Linked DNA regions of Sparus aurata: region 1 is linked to region 2. Evidence: chromatin contacts called from public Hi-C data. All regions are on one chromosome and are shown on one strand. Each heading gives the region's core, a stretch centred on a gene start, on an enhancer-like site or on the middle of the called end of the contact. The rest is flanking DNA. Distances are from core to core; before and after follow the strand shown. Region 1 holds the start of ddb2 (damage-specific DNA binding protein 2). Region 2 holds the start of morf4l1 (mortality factor 4 like 1).

Region 1 (3,225 bases), core at 684-3,183, 150 kb after region 2:
TTAAAACCAACAACAGGGTATTTTGTCTCTGTACTTTCTGACATCCCCAGCTTTTCTGTGGCACTCAGCCGATTGATCCCTACTGACGATGACATTTTTTTTTTTATCAACAGGCCACAAAAGTTTCTCTTTTGAAAAAATAAAAAAATAAAAAGGGCTGTTATGAGGTTTCCCTCCCAGTTAGATATGTTCTGGAATGCGTCCACAGGGAGGAGTCCAAGAAGCATTCCTAAACCACTTTTGAATCGCTCCCTTCGATGTGAAGGAGGGGCTGCTCTACTCTTAGCTCCTTCTGGTTGTCCAACCTCCAGGCTGGATAGATTACATTACTTATCTGACATGAGAGCACCTCGATAACCTAGAGAAAGACCTAGGCTTTGGCTTACCTCAGTAGCTCAGGCTACTGTGATACCATTTTTTAATTTCCTTTTGGTAGTTTTGGTCTTGTTATTTGAGTTGTTTCCAATAAAAAACAATGCAGTAAACTAGGCCAATGGTGTGCATGGTTATTGTGCAAATGATGCCAAATACCTCTGCTATTTCCCTCAAGTACTAGAACAAAGGAGGTGAACATAAACAGTCCAAGTCCACTAGATGTGTTACCTCTTTGTACTCTCCATTTCTGTTTGTTTTGAAGCCTTCGGGTGCGTGTAGCTGGATGGTGGAGCTGCTGATGACCTCAATGCAGCACTCCTCGTCCTCCGCACCCAGGGGCCGTACACGACAGTACACCTGGGGAAAATACATCAGTCAAGTGTGCTTCAGGAGGACGTGTTAACTCCTTAATGAACGTCACTCTGTGGAAATCCATTAGATTATGAACATACTGTAATGTGAAACTAACGTTAGGCAAGCATTGGGGTTGTTATTGAATGCTAACGTGCAGTTTGTGTCTGCCAAATAATAATTACTGAACAACGCAGTGACTTACCCCAACCGGGTCTTTCTGGTTGTTGGGTGGCTTCTTAGGAGGAGGCCTGCGGGGAGTTTTACCCTTCCTGAAACATGAATCATCTTTCATTAGCACAGTGTATTGTTAGCCTTTGATTACAGTAAAGCGATGAAGCGTTAACAAAGCCACGGGCTGCTATACGGCTTATTAGCCTCAGGCTAACGTTACGACTAAGCTAACCAACAAACTCTTGTTTGGATTCCGTTTAAAAGCGGCCAAGCTAAATTCCAACACGACATGTGAGATTAGGATAAAGGATACTTTACATCCGGTAAAAAAAAGCAACATTAAACTGTACTTACGCTTGTTTGATCATTGTTGCTCTGCTTCTTGTATCGTTAGTTTGTCCGTTCCTGTTGCTACAATTTTGAACTTTCCCTCCGGAGAACGAGGCGGCAGCAGCCAATCAGATTCCATAACAACCGATCACGTGTTTCCGCCGACACTTCCGAGAATTTTATGGAAACTACCAGCGGAACCGCAAAAGTGTCAAATATGCAACCTATTATGATTATTATTATTATTAGATAGATAGATAGATAGATAGATAGATAGATAGATAGATTTTTTTTTACTTAACATCTGCTTTTTTTATCTTAAGCCATCTTTGGATCAATTTGTATATGTACACATCTTTCAGGTAACAAAACCAACTTCTTTATGTTTAAGTTTATTTTTTTGTAGGTAGTCTTTCGCACTTACTTTAGCAATGTACATGCTTTTGTTATTGTTTTTTTTTTCAATTGTTTTGGCAATGCAATGTTTTTGTATTTGTTGTTGTTGCTGTTGTAAAACCCTCAATCTTAAAATTTTACTAACCATGTTAATGTATTAGTATGACCGCTGCAACACAAAATAAGTGTGTTGCTTTCTCTTTTTTTATTAGGCTACATAAAGCCTCTGAAAAAAGACAGCTGATCTGACATCATGTTGGAGTCCTGCCTAAACACCAAACATGGTCTGCGCTGATGGTTATTGGTAGATCAACACTGACACCTACCGTCCACAGGCGGTCTCACACACACACACGTTACAAAACACCCACTTTTGCAGCCACTCACGTGTACTGCTGCGTTATGCAAACAGTAAAAGTCCTGCTCTGAGTGTACAGCTCCAAACATTGAAAATCACAGGTGAGTAGATTGATTTTACTTCATTGGTGCTGTTAAATGATAAACTGTCGAGTGAAAGCCTCAGTGTTGTGTTGCACGTTAAGATTCGTCGTGTGTTTTTAAAGGGAGAAATGAAAAGACCGACGAAGTCAGATGCGTCCGAACCAAAGGGTAAAATGAAGAAAAGAGCCGGGGAGAGCTCTGCGACGACCCTCTCCAAAAAACTACGAGACAAGAAAGATGGAGAGAAATCCAAACAAGGTGTGCAACCCCGACGGGACAGCTGTCGTTGGCGATATTGATCATGACATGTACCTCATGCCCTGTCATGACAGTTTGGTTTGTGTGTCTTGCAGGGCCTTCTCTCAAACCTGCAGCAGTCCAGAAGAGGACTGGGTATGGGAGCATCCTGCACTACATTTACAAGAGCACACTGGGGCAAAGTCTGCACTCACAGATGAGACAGGTGAGGCTTCACTCACAGGCTGGACAGAGGGACCAAAAACAGGAACTGATATTGCTACATTGCATTACTACTGCTGCTACTACTTGTATGTGAAAGTTGTGCAAGTTGTCCATATGCAACACTGTTACTATAGATGACTGTGCAAGTGTGCATGGTGTAGGCCTGTGTGTACAGTATTTTCTGTTATGTAGAAACATATTCATGGCCCGATTAACTTGTTATAGTGCAATAACATTCACTGGGGTAAAAATGAGCTGCCTCTTATAACCCCTGTTTCTCCCATTCCTGCACATGTGCAAAGTATTTTCATATAGGACCTGGCTCTGTATTTGTTGTTATTGTGACATATAAGCAGAGACCTTAGAGAACTAGATTTTGACACAGGTCATATTAGCATTTCAGTTAATATTGCGATTCAGTCCAAACAAACAAGTTTATGAACAGAAAGCCAATGATCAACTCATCATCTCTTTTGATGAGGAGCACTGTGTGTCTCTGCCTGCTACCCTCCCTGTGGCTGTGAGTTTTGCAGAGTCTGTTCTAATTGAAATAATTAGCGATTAAATGTACAATATGTAAGAATCTTTGTTGTAAACATTCATAAAATAACTAAATGCTACTGCGCTCGCTGTGTAAACTCCAGCACTCCCCTGTTAGTCCTGTTAGCTGCACGGCTAACAGAGCCAACACGCTAA
Region 2 (3,284 bases), core at 768-3,267:
CTTAAACATGAGTTCAGTTGCACTGCAGAATACTTGAGGGATTAATATTGGTATGAAGGAGTCATCCATCATGCTGTGTGTTCTGTAAACACGTAAATGACAAGAAATACTGACTTTATGAATGGCAATTAAGACAAGCACAGATTTGTGTCATCTAATACATTTTAACAGCTTCGCTGTTGCAACGACCAACTAAGCTTGAGCACTGCAGCGATTCTTTATCAAATTACAGCATCCATTTTCACTGGCTCTTGTCAGCTGAGCATCACCAGTCTAATGACCAGCTGAAGTCAGTGGTACACTCATCAAGGCTTTGAGTGGACATCTGAAATCTCATCTACCAGCGGTCTGGCTGGGTTTCAATTGGAATGCACTGGAGAGTGACTAACATTGAGTCTCTTGGAGAGGGTCAAGAGCCAAGAGCAACCAGTGGCCATTAAATTCACTCCTATGAGATATCGAGTGCTTTGCTTTTTGACCAGGCTCTGTTTGATGTGCTGCACCACACTATTATCCCCAGCTCCTCACTGCAAGCCCTCCACACCCAAGTGGTGTGAGCATTATAATGCAGTTATTATGAAACTCCTGTTGCACCCCTGATCAATGTTACAAGGTTCAAAGAGACACTTGCGGAAAATAAATGAAAACCACAATACACATAAAACCAGGTCAGGGAATTATGATGTTCTACTTCAGACCATCAGACCATCTCTGATTTGAAAAGAGCCAACTAATCAACTCCTTGGTTTTGCTCAACATCAGCAAAACCAAGCAGCTGGTTGTTGATTTTAGGATTTAAAAAAGGAGGAAAAGACACACACCTCTGTTTACATCAGTGGAGCTGAGATAGGGAAGGTGAATGGTAACTGGTTCCTTGGTATTGCCATCACTGAGAACCTATCTTTGTCATCACACATCCCAATCCCGGTAAAAAAAATACAGAAAAGGCTCTACTTCCTATGGAAACTAAGGATGGCTAAATTCCAGAGCAAGATTCTGGTCAACTCTTGCAGAGGACTGATAGAAAGTATCCTGACTCACAATTGGCATAGTTCCCAGGGCGAGAAGGCTCTTTAATTGATTAAAACTGCCCAGAACATCATGGTGACCCATCTGTCAGTGACATTGGTGAAGGCTGTGGAGCAGCTTCATTCACCAGGCTGTGAGACCTCTTAATTCATCATCAACACTTTACCATTTCAAAAATAGATGTAGCAGGACTCAAAGGACTGAATTTTTTTTTTTTAAACCCTTGTGATTTAAGAAATGACACAAAATATATTGTAGCATAATTGTAATGTTTATAGACATTCTGCTTGAATGGCTCTGATACAGAGGTTGTAAATTGCCTCTTGGCACAGGCAGGATGAAATGATTTTCACCAATCCATGATGCCGACGAAGGCCACTCATAATTCAGTGGTTAAAAAAGCACTGTCCTCAATCATACGTGTCATATAATACTTTTCTTAACCATATGCAATTAAAATAACATCTTCTACTTTCATAGCATGTTAGTTTACAAACTGACAGCTCATCAACTAGCCTTTTTATATAATGTATTTTCTCAATTCCAGGAAGGATTTACATTCTCCATTTACACATAGATTACAGTCAATAACAATATAAACCCATAGAGGACTGGAAAACTTCAGAACACCTATACAATTATACATTTCAGATTTTACTCTAACAGATACAAAAGTGGAAAATTATAAAGCTATAGTGGAATGACGTTTTCACTTTTAAACGTACACAATCATTTTAATAAAGTGCACTATGGGCTTCCATATATTGTTTGGGGGGATTTAAATATTCCTATCAATGACTGGACGTTTTTAAACAGCTTTTACACCATGATGTAAGTAAATTCATTACTTTTTACACAATTTGTGCTTGCTGGTAAATTTCCAGACGTATGTTGCTTGGGAAACCAGAACCTCAGTATTTCTAAACTGAGCTCCACCAGACAGCAGCGTCACTGGGGTTCATTCAAACGGTCGCTGTCTTTGGTCGCGGTATTAATGCGTCATCCCGCCGATTATGACGTTTTTAGAGAGCGGCGCCGTTTCAGACTGGAATGGGAGCTAGCGATTTTTCCCATATTTTGATAGTTTAATCCGTGAATGGCGCCGAAACAGGACCCGAAACCTAAATTTCAAGAAGGTAACAAGTTGTCTGTTTTCATTTCTGATAGATTCGTGTTATCAGGCAGTGCTGGAGTCGCCGGAGAGGTCCAACATGTCAGCTAGCTTATGATCGAAACAACACTGCAGCCGCCGAATGGCTAGCATCGTTAGCTTTCATTGTTGTTGCACAAAACAGATCTCGGTCAATTTTTATGCGCTACGCTAGTTAAATATCAAGCATTTTTCTTTGCGGCAGATTGAAGCGTCAGAAGTAGCATACGGCAACGCAAATGCTTTGAATTTTCAGCTCTGTTGTTTTTGTCACAAGCTAACTGAAAGTATTAGCTTCATTCAGTGTTAGCTCCTTATTGATTTCACCGCCCATCTCTCTGTTCTCACAGTTAGCCGAGTCCTAGCTGTGTGGCTAACTGCTGTTGTCATCTGTCAGGCATTTCTGCAGCTCTTTCAATGATTCACCAAGTGCATTATGCATTTTGACTACGTGAGTGGTCCTCGTTGGTGTGGCCTGTCAACCTTTCTTGTATAGAAAAAAATGATGTGTACAGTATGTCAGTAAGCATGTATATCATGTATTTATTGGTTAATCATTGAGTTCATTCATTCCTCAAGAAAAAGCCAAAAGTTGAAAGTCAGAATCAAGTTATTATCTAAAGTGGTACAGGGAATCTCAGAAAAAATATTTGTTAATTCAAAGTCTCTTAATTAAAATCTAAATTAACTTCATGCAATGCACTGCAAGTTCTCCAAACAAGATCATGAAGTAAATTTCTTCATTATGACAGAAGTTGTTAGTGGCTTAATTGATTATGTATTGACCATTTTAAATAAAATGAATCAACAATGAGCTTAATTATCAGCATCCATATGATTAAGTGAATAAAATGTTTGTGTCAGTGTGAGGATTTTCTGCCTTTCTCTGTTTATCATAATTGTAATATGAATATCTGTGGGTATTAAAGATTAAATTATTGGACTTATTAAAATAGTCAACAGTTGAATTGATAATTTGAGGTCTCCATGTGTGTCTACAACTGATTTATAAACTTAGCTGTAAACTTGCTTCCAACCATCAGAAAGAAGTTCGAAACGATAAAGGTGTTAATTAGGGTGTAACAATGTTTACGTCTATTTTAAG

What was found. A called contact is a pair of places that touch in the nucleus more often than the background predicts.
Region 1: a Hi-C map of an unstated tissue shows a contact between it and region 2, with 4 times the contacts expected there. The contact joins the promoter of ddb2 here to the promoter of morf4l1 in region 2. A contact is called at or near these places in 2 of 2 Hi-C or Micro-C datasets (skeletal muscle and an unstated tissue).

The regions. Positions count from the first base shown.
Region 1 is chr8:13,214,938-13,218,162 of fSpaAur1.1, forward strand. It overlaps ddb2 (damage-specific DNA binding protein 2), which reads left to right and starts at 1,934. Exons shown (of 11, transcript XM_030426736.1): 1 at 1,934-2,085; 2 at 2,190-2,325; 3 at 2,421-2,530. The coding sequence starts at 2,196. LOC115587102 (kinesin-like protein KIF23) reads right to left here and starts at 1,380. Exons shown (of 22, transcript XM_030426734.1): 1 at 1,255-1,380; 2 at 932-998; 3 at 604-732. The coding sequence starts at 1,268.
Region 2 is chr8:13,068,445-13,071,728 of fSpaAur1.1, forward strand. It overlaps morf4l1 (mortality factor 4 like 1), which reads left to right and starts at 2,018. Exons shown (of 12, transcript XM_030424553.1): 1 at 2,018-2,165. The coding sequence starts at 2,126.